Regions from separate parts of the Gasterosteus aculeatus genome. Here region 1 is linked to region 2. A link is a contact called in public Hi-C data. All regions are on one chromosome and are shown on one strand. The core of a region is the stretch at or near the end of the contact, and the rest is flanking DNA. Distances in the headings are between cores, read along the strand shown. Region 1 holds the start of LOC120809896 (E3 ubiquitin-protein ligase TRIM39). Region 2 overlaps cttnbp2 (cortactin binding protein 2).

Evidence for each region. Hi-C and Micro-C count contacts between places; a contact is called where the count stands out from the background.
Region 1: a Hi-C map of skeletal muscle shows a contact between it and region 2, with 2.9 times the contacts expected there. The contact joins the promoter of LOC120809896 here to the enhancer-like site in region 2. A contact is called at or near these places in 2 of 6 Hi-C or Micro-C datasets (both in skeletal muscle).

Annotation. Positions count from the first base shown.
Region 1 is chrX:15,701,656-15,707,134 of fGasAcu3.hap1.1, reverse strand. LOC120809896 (E3 ubiquitin-protein ligase TRIM39) reads right to left here and starts at 2,611. Exons shown (of 3, transcript XM_040164068.2): 1 at 2,445-2,611; 2 at 1,925-2,081; 3 at 1-843. The coding sequence starts at 834.
Region 2 is chrX:15,661,065-15,666,933 of fGasAcu3.hap1.1, reverse strand. It overlaps cttnbp2 (cortactin binding protein 2), which reads left to right. Exons shown (of 23, transcript XM_078082446.1): 10 at 1-23; 11 at 912-1,007; 12 at 2,066-2,145; 13 at 2,453-2,539; 14 at 3,004-3,103; 15 at 3,591-3,746; 16 at 4,374-4,546; 17 at 4,638-4,816; 18 at 4,917-5,137; 19 at 5,216-5,401; 20 at 5,637-5,688; 21 at 5,763-5,862. Among protein-coding and RNA genes, the nearest start is that of cftr, 30 kb to the right of the region's middle. Within about 2 kb of position 3,038, at least 3 of the 9 cell types and tissues checked have open chromatin away from gene starts, as enhancers often do.

The DNA of each region.
Region 1 (5,479 bases), core at 1,362-3,861, 41 kb before region 2:
CTCTTTGACGAAGCCTTCAGCCTGTTTCTGGGTCTTTCTCTGCTTCTCTTTGATGGTGTCGATGAGCTCCGCCTGGCTTCTCTCAACAGACTCCTTCAGAGCGCTGAAGACCAGGACACCTTCTGCTACCTCTCTGTCGGCTGCTTCCTCACTGAGCTCCACTGAGTGTTTGATCTCCTGAATCTTCAGCCGTCTCTTCTGGATCATCTGCTGGACTTCAGCCTCAGTCTTCCCCAGCTCGGCCTTCTTTCCTTCATATTCTTCTCTCAGAGGAACAACATCGTGGTTCTTGTGGTCTGCAACAGTGCAGAGCATGCAGACACACATCTGGTCGGTCTTACAGAACAGCTCCAGCAGTTTATCGTGCTTCGTACACATCCAGCCTTCCAGATTCTCCACAGGGTCCATCAGGTGATGTTTCTTCAGACCTGACGTAGTCAGATGAGGCTCCAGGTGAGCCTCACAGTAGGAGACCAGACACACCAGACAGGACTTGAGGGCCTTCACCTTGGTTCCAGTGCAGACGTCACAGGGAACTTCTCCTGGTTGGGCAGCTTGTTGCTCTGAGCTGCTGCTGCTGGCTTTCTGTTGAGCTGACAGTCTGAACTGAGCAGCCATCTCAGAGATGAACGTGTTGACCTGCAGCTCAGGTCTGGTGTAGAAAAGCTTTTTACAGTTGGGACAGTTAGACGGGGCATTAACGTTCCAGTGGTCAGTGATGCAGGCTTTACAGAAGTTGTGTCCACATGGTATGGTGACTGGATGAGTGAACACGTCCAGACAGATGGAGCACAGGAACTGATCCTCAGTCAGCAGACAGCTGGCAGCAGACATATCGACACTCTGAGGACAACAAGTGTGGAGAAATAAGAACGTTATTACATACCTTTTGATTTTTTTTTTTTTTTACAGATTCAAACTATTTTTAGTAGGAGCTCTTTGGTATAGAGACGTTTTATTTCATAAAATGACCGGATTCTCTCCCAAATCCATTCGTCTGTGCCCCATGACACAAGCAAAGACAGTTATGTTACTCCAAAAATTAAAAGTAAAAAACAAATCTTTAAAGAGTTTCTTTACAAAAGGGAATTGTTTCAAACATTAGCAGTGATTTTTTTGGAGAGTGTTTCCTGTGCCGATGTGTGGGTTTCGGGACAGAGGATATCGCATGTGTACAGACTGTAAAGCCCTCTGAGGCAAATTTGTAATTAGCGATTTTGGGCTATACAAAATGAATTGAACTGATTCTGATCCCAACTCCCCATCTCTGAAAAGCGGGGCTTTCTGCAATACATAACCAGCGGTTTGTTTATTTATCAAAGAAAGTTATTGTTATTAAATACTAATAAAACAATCATTAGTCTGATGTCTGGACCGTTCCAGGAATAACACTCTTAACCCACTTGTTAATTAAGCGAAATAACAATAGAATAAATTAATTTAATATTAAACATGCAACATATCTCCATTACCGTCACATCAGACATAATAACAATAAAACACTTTTTGATTTACGGTTATACACATAAGCAGCATTTGATTGTATTATTAATTTTATAGCAGCATCGAGGGACTAGTGCAAAATTAAAATCAATTAATTTGAAGAAAGACCTTTAGTGTGAAAGAGTCAGCCCTGAGTGGACCTTCCTGTCTGGGTGGAGCCGAGGTTTGAATTCAAACCAGGAAACAGGTCGGTTAGTTAGCTTAAGCTAACGCTAGCTGTGACTGTGTCCAGTCTCACTATCTCACTATCCAGAGTTCAGTCTCTGTGGTTTGGTTTATACCGCTGATTCGTTACACATTACACATTTCTACATTTCTGTGATAAAAGCAGACGTCCAACACTCAGCATACTGTGGTCTGAACGAAACTGGGAGCAGATGTTTAGTTCATGTATCTAGTCTTTGTAGAGCAGCGTACTCACCAGAGTTTGTCAGAGATCCTGTTGTGTTGTTGATGAAAAGCTGCTGGATTCAGTTGTTTCTTTAGAGAGACTCGTCTGGACTGCAGCTCTGCTTTTACTCTCATATGGACTGGACGTAAGTACGATGCGACGGGAGACGCATGTCAGTGACGTCAGTCTGCAGCGGCGAAAATACGGCGGAATTCAAATTGTTAAAGAAATTACCTCTTAACGACTATTCCTAACCACTATTCTTTGACCTCTGTGGAAAACGTAATGGGGTCAATGGAAGATGGTTAAGGGAATCCACGAAGATTTAGGAAAAGAAAACTGCGGTTTATTCAAGAATATAGGAATACGACTCCACTTTCACAAGCTACGTAACATCCCACGTCCACGAGAAATAACGATCATGACCGAGAAACGGCGATCGTGTAAGTAACCCCTAGTATAACCCATTTATGTTACAACATTGTTAATAAAGTTATACTTTGAACCGGGTTGTTTTATATCATATGCATGACTCCGCAATGTAACAAACCATGCTAAGATGCGCTTCTTTGTAGTCCATCTTCAGAGATTCATCTCATCTCATCCATCCTCCATCTTCAGATGGACTACAAAGCAGCGCCGCTGCACACTGCTGCACTCTGACGCTGCATACTGACGTCATTAACATGCGTCTCCCGTCACATAAGGGCCCTTTCTCAATGTCTGTGACTGTGTCTCAGTAGCTGTAGCAGTGTCTCAAAGTCCTTCCTTATCCTTATCTTATTTCAGATAGTTTAGGAAGAAAAGCTTTTCCTACGGAGCATGATATATTTCAGGCTGAGAGAAGAGAAGACCACAACTAAATGTAAAGTTAGTTTATAATCAGACAACAATACAAAAGGAGCAAAGCGAGTTCAGTTTCGGTGTCTGTTTATTCTGTAACGTTACTGACTTAGAAAGTGATATTTCAGGTTCATAACTTCACTAATAACTACGGGCGGATGCGGGCAGACGAGCTGCAGTTAACAGCGCAGCGGCTCCCGGAAACGTGAACTGCTCGTATTTGTTATAAATGTGTGTTGGTACGTTGATGTTCATAAGAACAGTACATGGCCCCAGGAGAGGTTCAGCTGATAGTCTGGGTCAGAGTCTCTACTGGGTTGGGGGGGATAAGGAAGTTAACGGGTTAACGTTAGCACTAAGAGCAGTTGGTTCTAGCGTCTTATGTGCATTTAAAAACACGACATCGGTTACCAACCTCACGTAACTTAAGCGATTTCCTAAACTAAGATGTGATGTTATATATTATAACATTTATATCGATATATATATTAAAGTGTATTCTGTTACTATAAGTTAGTTGTTAAACATTTCAGTGGTCGGTTTATCAACATTGAGCCTTCTTCACAATGAGCTCCAGGATGTGGGAGATGTGAGGTGTAGTTAACGGGACCGTCAGACCCCCCAACAGCGAGCGGTCAGCCTCATCTCAGCCCGCAGAGAGCAGCCTGTTCTCGGGGAGTCTTCTGTGAAATGACCCGCTGGTATTCACGTCTGCGTATAGCGGTTATACATGAGATATAACTATAACTAGGTTTCAGTGTCCATAACTTTTAAAATGTTATCAGAGACTGATGTTTGTTCACTGGTACCGTTAAGTTTGTTTTAGGGCAGAGTTTAGATTCATAACTTAATGTTTAAATTAAACTTTCACATCTTGTCTGTGCAGGCATGTTATTGTCTGTCATTGTGCATTAAAACTAACGATGTTTTAATTAGAGGACATGAGGAGACCGTCATTGAGACACTAAACCGGCAGCAGGACTTCAGCTTCAAAGGGAATTCTAACAATAATAAATACATATTTTCCACATATGAATTATTGTATATTTCATGTGTGGTCAGCTGCTTGAATATGCCTGAAACTGTTTCCATTTATTTCATTGTTTGAAAATGTAAGACTAATCCTATCTAACTAGCCTCAATGATGGAATATATATATATATATATATATATATATATATATATATATATATATATATATATATAAGTTGAGTGAATACTTTTTTGACCACTCCTTCTCCTTAAAATACCAGAATTGTTGTCAAAAAGAAACCGGTGAACGACTGCTCTCTCAAACCTACTTCCTGTTTCATCCACTAAGAGGAGACACTTCCTCACTTTTAAAGAATGTTCACATGCAGCTGCTCATCCAACTGTGCTTTTTAAATGCCAGTCTGCACTTTAATCTGAGCCACCTGAGGCCAGTGAAGACCACTGCTTTCCGGGGTCGTCATTGAACATTTTATGGAAAAAAAAGTTTAGTCCATAGGGGAATTAAAATATAAACACAAAGTAAAAGTAAATAATCCTTTACAATCACAAGTGGTACAGGTTGTGTAACAGAGGCCATGGGAGGAGCTGACACATATATGCTATTATTAATGAATACGTTTTAAAATCACCAATGATATTGATCAGAAAACATCTGTTGAAGACACACCATTTTGTCAAATAATTTCTTAACTAATTTTAAGGTTAAGCAGTTCAAATTTTTTAGTGCCATTTTCAATTTTGAGAATATTTTGACATTTATTAGTATAATAACAATTTAATCGTGACATGAATGAATCCCATGTGTAGCCCAGTACACAAATTGCTACCATACACATTATTAAATTACATTACATTACATTACATGTCATTTAGCTGACGCTTTTATCCAAAGCAACTTACAATAAGTGCATTAAACCATAGGGATACAAATTTAGAAGAACAAGAAACAAGAAAGTGCAATTTCCTCAATTAAGTCAATGTACTATTTGCTATAGATAAGTGGTGTTACAAGTACAATTTAAGTGCTACAATTTGTTAGTCATTTAGTCGAGGTAGAGTCTGAAGAGGTGTGTCTTTAGTTTGCGGAGGAAGATGTGAAGGCTCTCTGCGGTCCTGATGTCTTCAGAGAGCTCGTTCCACCATTTCGGAGCAAGGACAGCAAAGAGTCGTGATCTATAGTCGAGTGTTTTGAACTGGATGCGGGCAGCCACCGGTAGCCAGTGAAGAGAGCGGAGGAGTGGAGTGTGGGAGAATTTAGGAAGGTAAAGACCAGTCGAGCTGCTGCATTCTGGATGAGCTGCAGAGGTCGAATAGCGGTAGCAGGGAGACCTGCAGGAGAGAGTTGCAGTAGTCCAGGCGGGAGATGACAAGAGCCTGAATCATTACCTGCGCCGCCTTCTGAGTGAGAAGGGGACATATTCTCCTGATGTTGTAGAGCGTGTATCTACAGGATCGTGTTGTCGCAGTGATGTTGGGAGTCAGGGAAAGTTGACTGTCAAGAGTCACGCCGATTGTTCCTAGCAGTTAAAGTGGGCGTTAACACAGAGTTGCCAAAGTTGACTGTCAGGTCCTGGGTAGGAGAATCTTTTCCCGGAAAGATCCGTGCCGCCACCTGTCCGGCACGGTGTCCGAGGGAGGGAAGGAGAGAATTAGTTGCGTGTCATCGGCATAGCTGTGGTAGGAGAAGCCATGCAAGCGAATGACAGCGCCGAGAGAGTTGGTGTAGAGCGAGAAGAGGAGGGGACCCAG
Region 2 (5,869 bases), core at 1,789-4,288:
CAGCATCTCCTCCATACTCATAGGTGAATTTTTTTTGTTGACCCGCCCCCTTCGTATAACTCTTTCTTTCTCCTCCTACAGCCTTCTCTTTTCCTTCTTTCCTTCCTTTGGAGCCTCACCCTTCCTCTCTACCTCCCTTGCCTCCTCACCTTCTGTTAGTGTGTGTGTGTGTGTGTTTTGTATGATGATGATGAAGGCAGCAGAGGAGGGATGCATAATGGATGAGATAGGAAGGAGGGGGCGGGGGGAGAGATGCCAATTTAGGAGAAAATGTGTCCCGGTGTCAAACCGCCGACACTCTTTTGTGTCTTTGTGTCTGCATGTATGTGTCATTTCTCCTTTATGTGTGTGTGTGTGTGTGTTTGTGCCTTTTGAGAGCGCTACCTTCTGAGACAGATTTCAGAGTTCAGAATGAATTGAGTATCGATGTTAATGTTTCAATCAATAATTAAAAGGATTTGCAGCCTGAATTTCTGCAGTCTGGTTCCAGCCGGAATATAACTAGCAACCCTCGCTGCTTGGGCTCGTCACTCAGCGCGTCTCTGACTGAAATACTTCTGTGTGGAACCGCTCAACTGGCTTTAGAACGTCTGGCTGTCTCGTTTGTTCCGGTGTAAAGATGTGGAGCCTCGTAGGAGGTTTTATTTCTCCTCTCGTGGTGCGTCATCTGGACGCGATGTGCATCCACCCTGATTGAGAGAGGATGCTCCGTTTATTCATGCCGAACAAAAGCGCACTCTGTGCTTGAGGTAGCAATGCGTGCAGACAAATGATACATTACGGTGCATACAGCCGACGCACCATATTTGTGTATTCTGTGTTCCTCGTGGTGTGTTTGCTTGGTGTGTGTGTGTGTGTGTGTGTGTGTGTGTGTGTGTGTGACCACGACTCCGCCGTTCTTCTCCCCCCAGGAGACACAGAGTGGTCCCCCGGTCAGGAGCTGCATCTATCCCCCTGGGACCTGGTCCGAAGGCCCCTCGGACAGAGCATGACCGTCCGCCTCAAAGGTACGATACCCACCAACCAGAGTCTGGTTCTGTCTGAGTCCGAACCAGTGTTGGTGGATAAAAGGGCAGCGTGGGCGGTGTTGCAGCAGGATGTGAGGCACGTCGGGGGCTTCGTTTAAAGATAAAAGCATCAATCATGAATCGCTCCTCTCCTTCTTTCTGCGTCTTCGTCTTTGGGAAGACGTCTCGCAGCGAGTGAGGCGGGTATTGCCATCAGTGTAAACAAGTAAATAGCAGCTAATGAATGTGCTATTTGTGGATCAAAAGATGCTGTGTGATCAGCTTAAATCAGGGGGCGGATGTATAAACTGATAAAATAAAGGTGGTTGAATTATATATTCTAACGGAGACAATGGCACCTCTTTTCTCCATATATGTGGAAGTTGAGTCTTTATTCTATACCAATTTCCTGATTTATGCGCTTTCCAGAGTACCGTGAGGGTTAATTGGATGCACTGAAAAGCGTTTCTCCCTCTAATTAGTGCTTCATTTCTGTAAAAAGTTATTTCCATGTGACGTCCTTTGAGTTACCAGGTCGTCTCACATTTCTCAAATTATCCCAGAAGGAACACGGGGGAACATGTGGATGTTTTGTGTATGAGCGGGACGGAGGGAATAGATCCCTCACACTTTGTTTCTACGTCGTCTAAAGAAAGCTCAAACAAACGGACGTCCTCTGCTGCCGAATCCCGTCTCTTTCTTCTCCTCTCTCCAGGAAATGAGGGAAGTTACATTATTTAAATCTGGTGAGATGTGCATCAAAAAATAAAAGATCCAAAAACGAGGCACAGAAGGCGGGATTTGAAATTAATGATAAAAGAAAGCGTTATAAATAAATGTGCACATACCGTGTGATGTTTCAGATTCAAAGATTGAAACACTCATTACATCATCTCGAGGACGACGTGGCGATCAAACCTGCAGCGTTTCGACTTTCATGACTGTCTGAACCACAAGGGCACCTTGAGGCCCTCGGCCGAGTGATGTCACCGAGGAAACCAGAGCCGGTCTGAGGATTTATCGTGAGTGTGTGTGTGTGTGTGTGTGTGTTCCGACAGGTCTGTCTGAGTCGTGTCTCGATGAGTTGGCTCTTGAACACCTCCTCCCACTGCCGCTGCTGCACAACTACGTCCGCCTGGTACGCGCGCACACACACACACACACACACAGGATTGTGGCGCTGCAAGCTACATTTAGTCAGATTGAACTAATATTTTTTGTAGTCCGCGGATCCGCAGCAGCTCGTTCATCACAGTTGAGGATTTATCTTTATTTAGTTTCTTGTGTCTAGGAAAAGCTTGTTTTCTGTTGTCACAATGATTCAATAATTAATTCAATTGGAGGACACATTGGTAATAAATGAGCTAATCCTTTTCTTTATTGGGACAATTTACTTCATTTGGAAAATATAAATAAAGTGAAGTCTCTCTCTCTCCTCCATGCAGGTGGAACAGTACGGGAACCTCATCTTTCACGGGCTCGAGGGCAGCTGTCAGGAATCCGTCGCCAACCTGGTGGCCCGCTGCATAAAGGTGCACCAGAAGCTTTAATCGTAACAACCAACAAACCAGAGTCAGTAGATCTGGAAGTGTCTGTGTGGCGTGCTGCTCACAGCAGTGATCCCTCTCTACTGTTGCCATGGTGAACGTATCACATGGACCTTTTTTTATTGTTCCTTGGCAGCACATGAATCTGGTGAGAAGAAAATGTTTCATTATTATTATAACGCAGTCCAGATTTATTCACAATGAGCTCTTTGAAATAACACATAGTTTTTTTGAGCGGCGTGAATTCAGGGAGTTCTTGACTCTGCAGGCCATCTGCCCCCCTCCACCTTGCACATTCATTATATAATGTGGAACGTTCAATCTTTGATCGGAAAATCCCTCTCTGCTTATTGAAATTCTCCCGGCGCAAAGTGGTACTAGATGTTCTTTGTTTCCATGACAACGTGCTGCCTTCCAACCCCTCCCTCTCTCTCCCTCTCTGCACCCAGTCCAAGCAGGAGATGGGGGGGCTCGCCTGTGACGTGGTGAGGGTGGAAGTGGGGGAGAGCCTGACCAGAGAGCAGCTGCTGGAGACTTTCATCACCTGTGGTAGGGACACACACACGTACACGCACGCACGCACACACACACACTCACTCACACACACTGGATGAATGATTCGTGTAGCTTATGAACGTCTGTGAGGTTCTCAACCAGGGTCCGAGATCTCATTAATCAAAATGTCTTTTTGGTGATGACTTTTAAATCATTATATAAATATATATTATAACTATACTATAATATTTTTAACATATACTATAATATTTTTAGCGTATGACAGCCCCCTTTTTTGTTTCTTCTTCATATTCGGTTGCTAATCAGACTTACATGAGTAAAATCGTGTTTATTTGTAAAATACACAGAAATCCATTGAGAAACCAACAAAAAGAAAACCCCATTACCCCATTATCAGCACCAGCACCTCCCTGACATCGGCAGAGAGGAGGAGTCTGTTGCCGTGGCGATGGAGGTACATTAGTGGATCCTTCAGGGACTCGTCTCTGAATACTCGGTTGTCTGCTCGTGTCCGTCTCAGGATTCCTGGTGCCGGTGGGGGGGGCGTCCACTGGTGCCTGTGTGGTGGTGGTGCTGGAGGGACTGGAGAAGGCTTCGTCCCTAACGGGCCTGCTGGGAGACCTCTGCCACAGTCTGGATGACCGGAGCTCTGCTTCTCCGCTGGTCCTCAGCACGGGTACGGGCGGCAAGTGCAACAAAAAGAGCCTCATAAACATCATGTTTCCTCCCAGAGGGTTGTCTTTGTTTTAGAGCAGCGCTGATGTCCATCCATCCATTGTCAAACTGCTTATTGGTCGCCAGCCAATCGCAGGGCTACACAGAGACACACAACCATTCACACTCACATTCACACATCTATGGACAATTTAGAGTCCCCAATTAACCTGATCCCCAGAGCATGTCTTTGGACTGTGGGAGGAAGCCGGAGAACCCGGAGAGAACCCACGCAGACACGGGGAGAACATGCAGACTCCACACAGAAAGGCCACTGGGCGGAGTCCAACCCAGGACCTTCTTGCTGTGAGGCGACAGTGCTAACCACCACACCACCGTGCCGCCCAGCGCTGATGTTGGCATTTTAATATTTAAATTAAGGCTGTCAATAGTTAATCGCATGTTTTGATCGCATACATTAATGCGTTTATGTTGACAACCCTAATTTAAATATTTTAAAATAAAATTGGAGTAAATATGGAAAACTTCTCTGATTAGAAGTGAAATAAGCCGACTTAACTGATTTGTCATCATCAACTGATTTGTCATCAATGTCATCATTTGTCATCCCCCCCCCCGCCCCCCTCAGGTCCCCACCGCTTCTGCGAAGGCAGCTTCCTTATTGCGACGCTGTCCAAGCCCCGCCTGCAGGGATCGGAGCTCCGCCTCCAGCAGCATTTCCGCTGGGTGACGCTGCGCTGGGATCAGGAGCCGCTGCACGGCCTTCTGGGAAGGCACCTGCGCAGGAAGCTGCTTCACAAGGTCAGCTGGAGGCTGAGCTCCACCACAGTGGTTTAAAAACAATAAATAATAATGAAAAAACTAAAGGTCCACCCCCCCCCCCTCCCTCTAGATGGGGACCGGAGTCTGGTCACCTGAAGGCGCCACGGAGCGCTGCGCCTCGTGGGTGAGCCTCGTCTGGGAGCAGCTCAACGCCTGTCTGTCCCGTCTGGGGACCCACGAAGCTCTGCTGGGCCCCCAGCTCTTCCTGTCCTGCCCCGTCGCCCCCGACAACACGCAGGCGGTCGTAAGGTGTGTTTGTGAAACAGCGAATTGCAAGTTCCACTTCCCGAGCTCCTGTCCTGTGACGTTCCGTGTGACTTTCTCTCTCACGTTCTCTGTGGCGCGTCAGGTGGCTGGCTCGGCTCTGGAACGTCGTGGTCGTCCCCCGCGTGGAAGCAGCCGTCATCTCGCGGGTAACGGCCAGGCGCTGCCCCGCCTCCTCCTCTTTGTCGCATCGAACGTCTCCTAGCAACTGCGGCCTGAGTGCCGGGCAGCAGGCCGTGGTGAAAGCCGCGCTCAGCATCCTGGTCAACAAGGCGGTCCTCCAGGGCTGCCCTCTGCCTCGCCATGGTGCGTATTCCTCCTTGCCGGTGATGGGGAGGGAACCTCTGCACCAACGTGCGCCCACTTTCCTTTCTTCTCCCGCAGAGATCGACAGGTACCTGCTGGAGTTTCAAGGCGTGACTTTCCCTCTGTCGGCCATCGGCTGCTACATAGGAAGCGGGGGAGGAAGGAAGGGACGGGACGGCGGCAGGTTGAGGCGGTCCAACACCAGTCCTCGCAAGAAGGGGGGCGCCGCCCTGAGCTGGAGCTCCGGGGGCTCCTTCAGAGAAGGTAAGGCGGCCTGGATGGAGCACTCGGGGGGAGGGGGGGTCTGGACCTCCATATTTACCTCCTGCAACTTTTCAAGACAAAGATGTGCTAATAATCAAACACAGAAAAGTGGATCTGATGGTGAAGTGTCAGCAGGAGCCACCGGGGGGCGATCTCACATTCAGTAGAAAGCTGCTTATTAACTACATCATATTCAGCTTTAGTCTGGTTTATAACCCGACCCACCTGTCTGCAGGTTCTCTGTCCAGCACCGACGTCAGCTTCATCGCCAACGGCAACGGCCACAGGTTTGTGTTGACCACCGTCGGTGCGTGAGCGTGATCATTGGCCTGTTGCGTGTTCTGAGTGTCGCTGTCCGCAGGGAGCCGGAGGGTCTGTCCGTGTTCTCTGATGACGAGACGGATTTAATCAGAGAGCTGAAGACGCTTTGCTCCAGCAGGTCAGAGCCGGACATCAGCCAGGTAACGA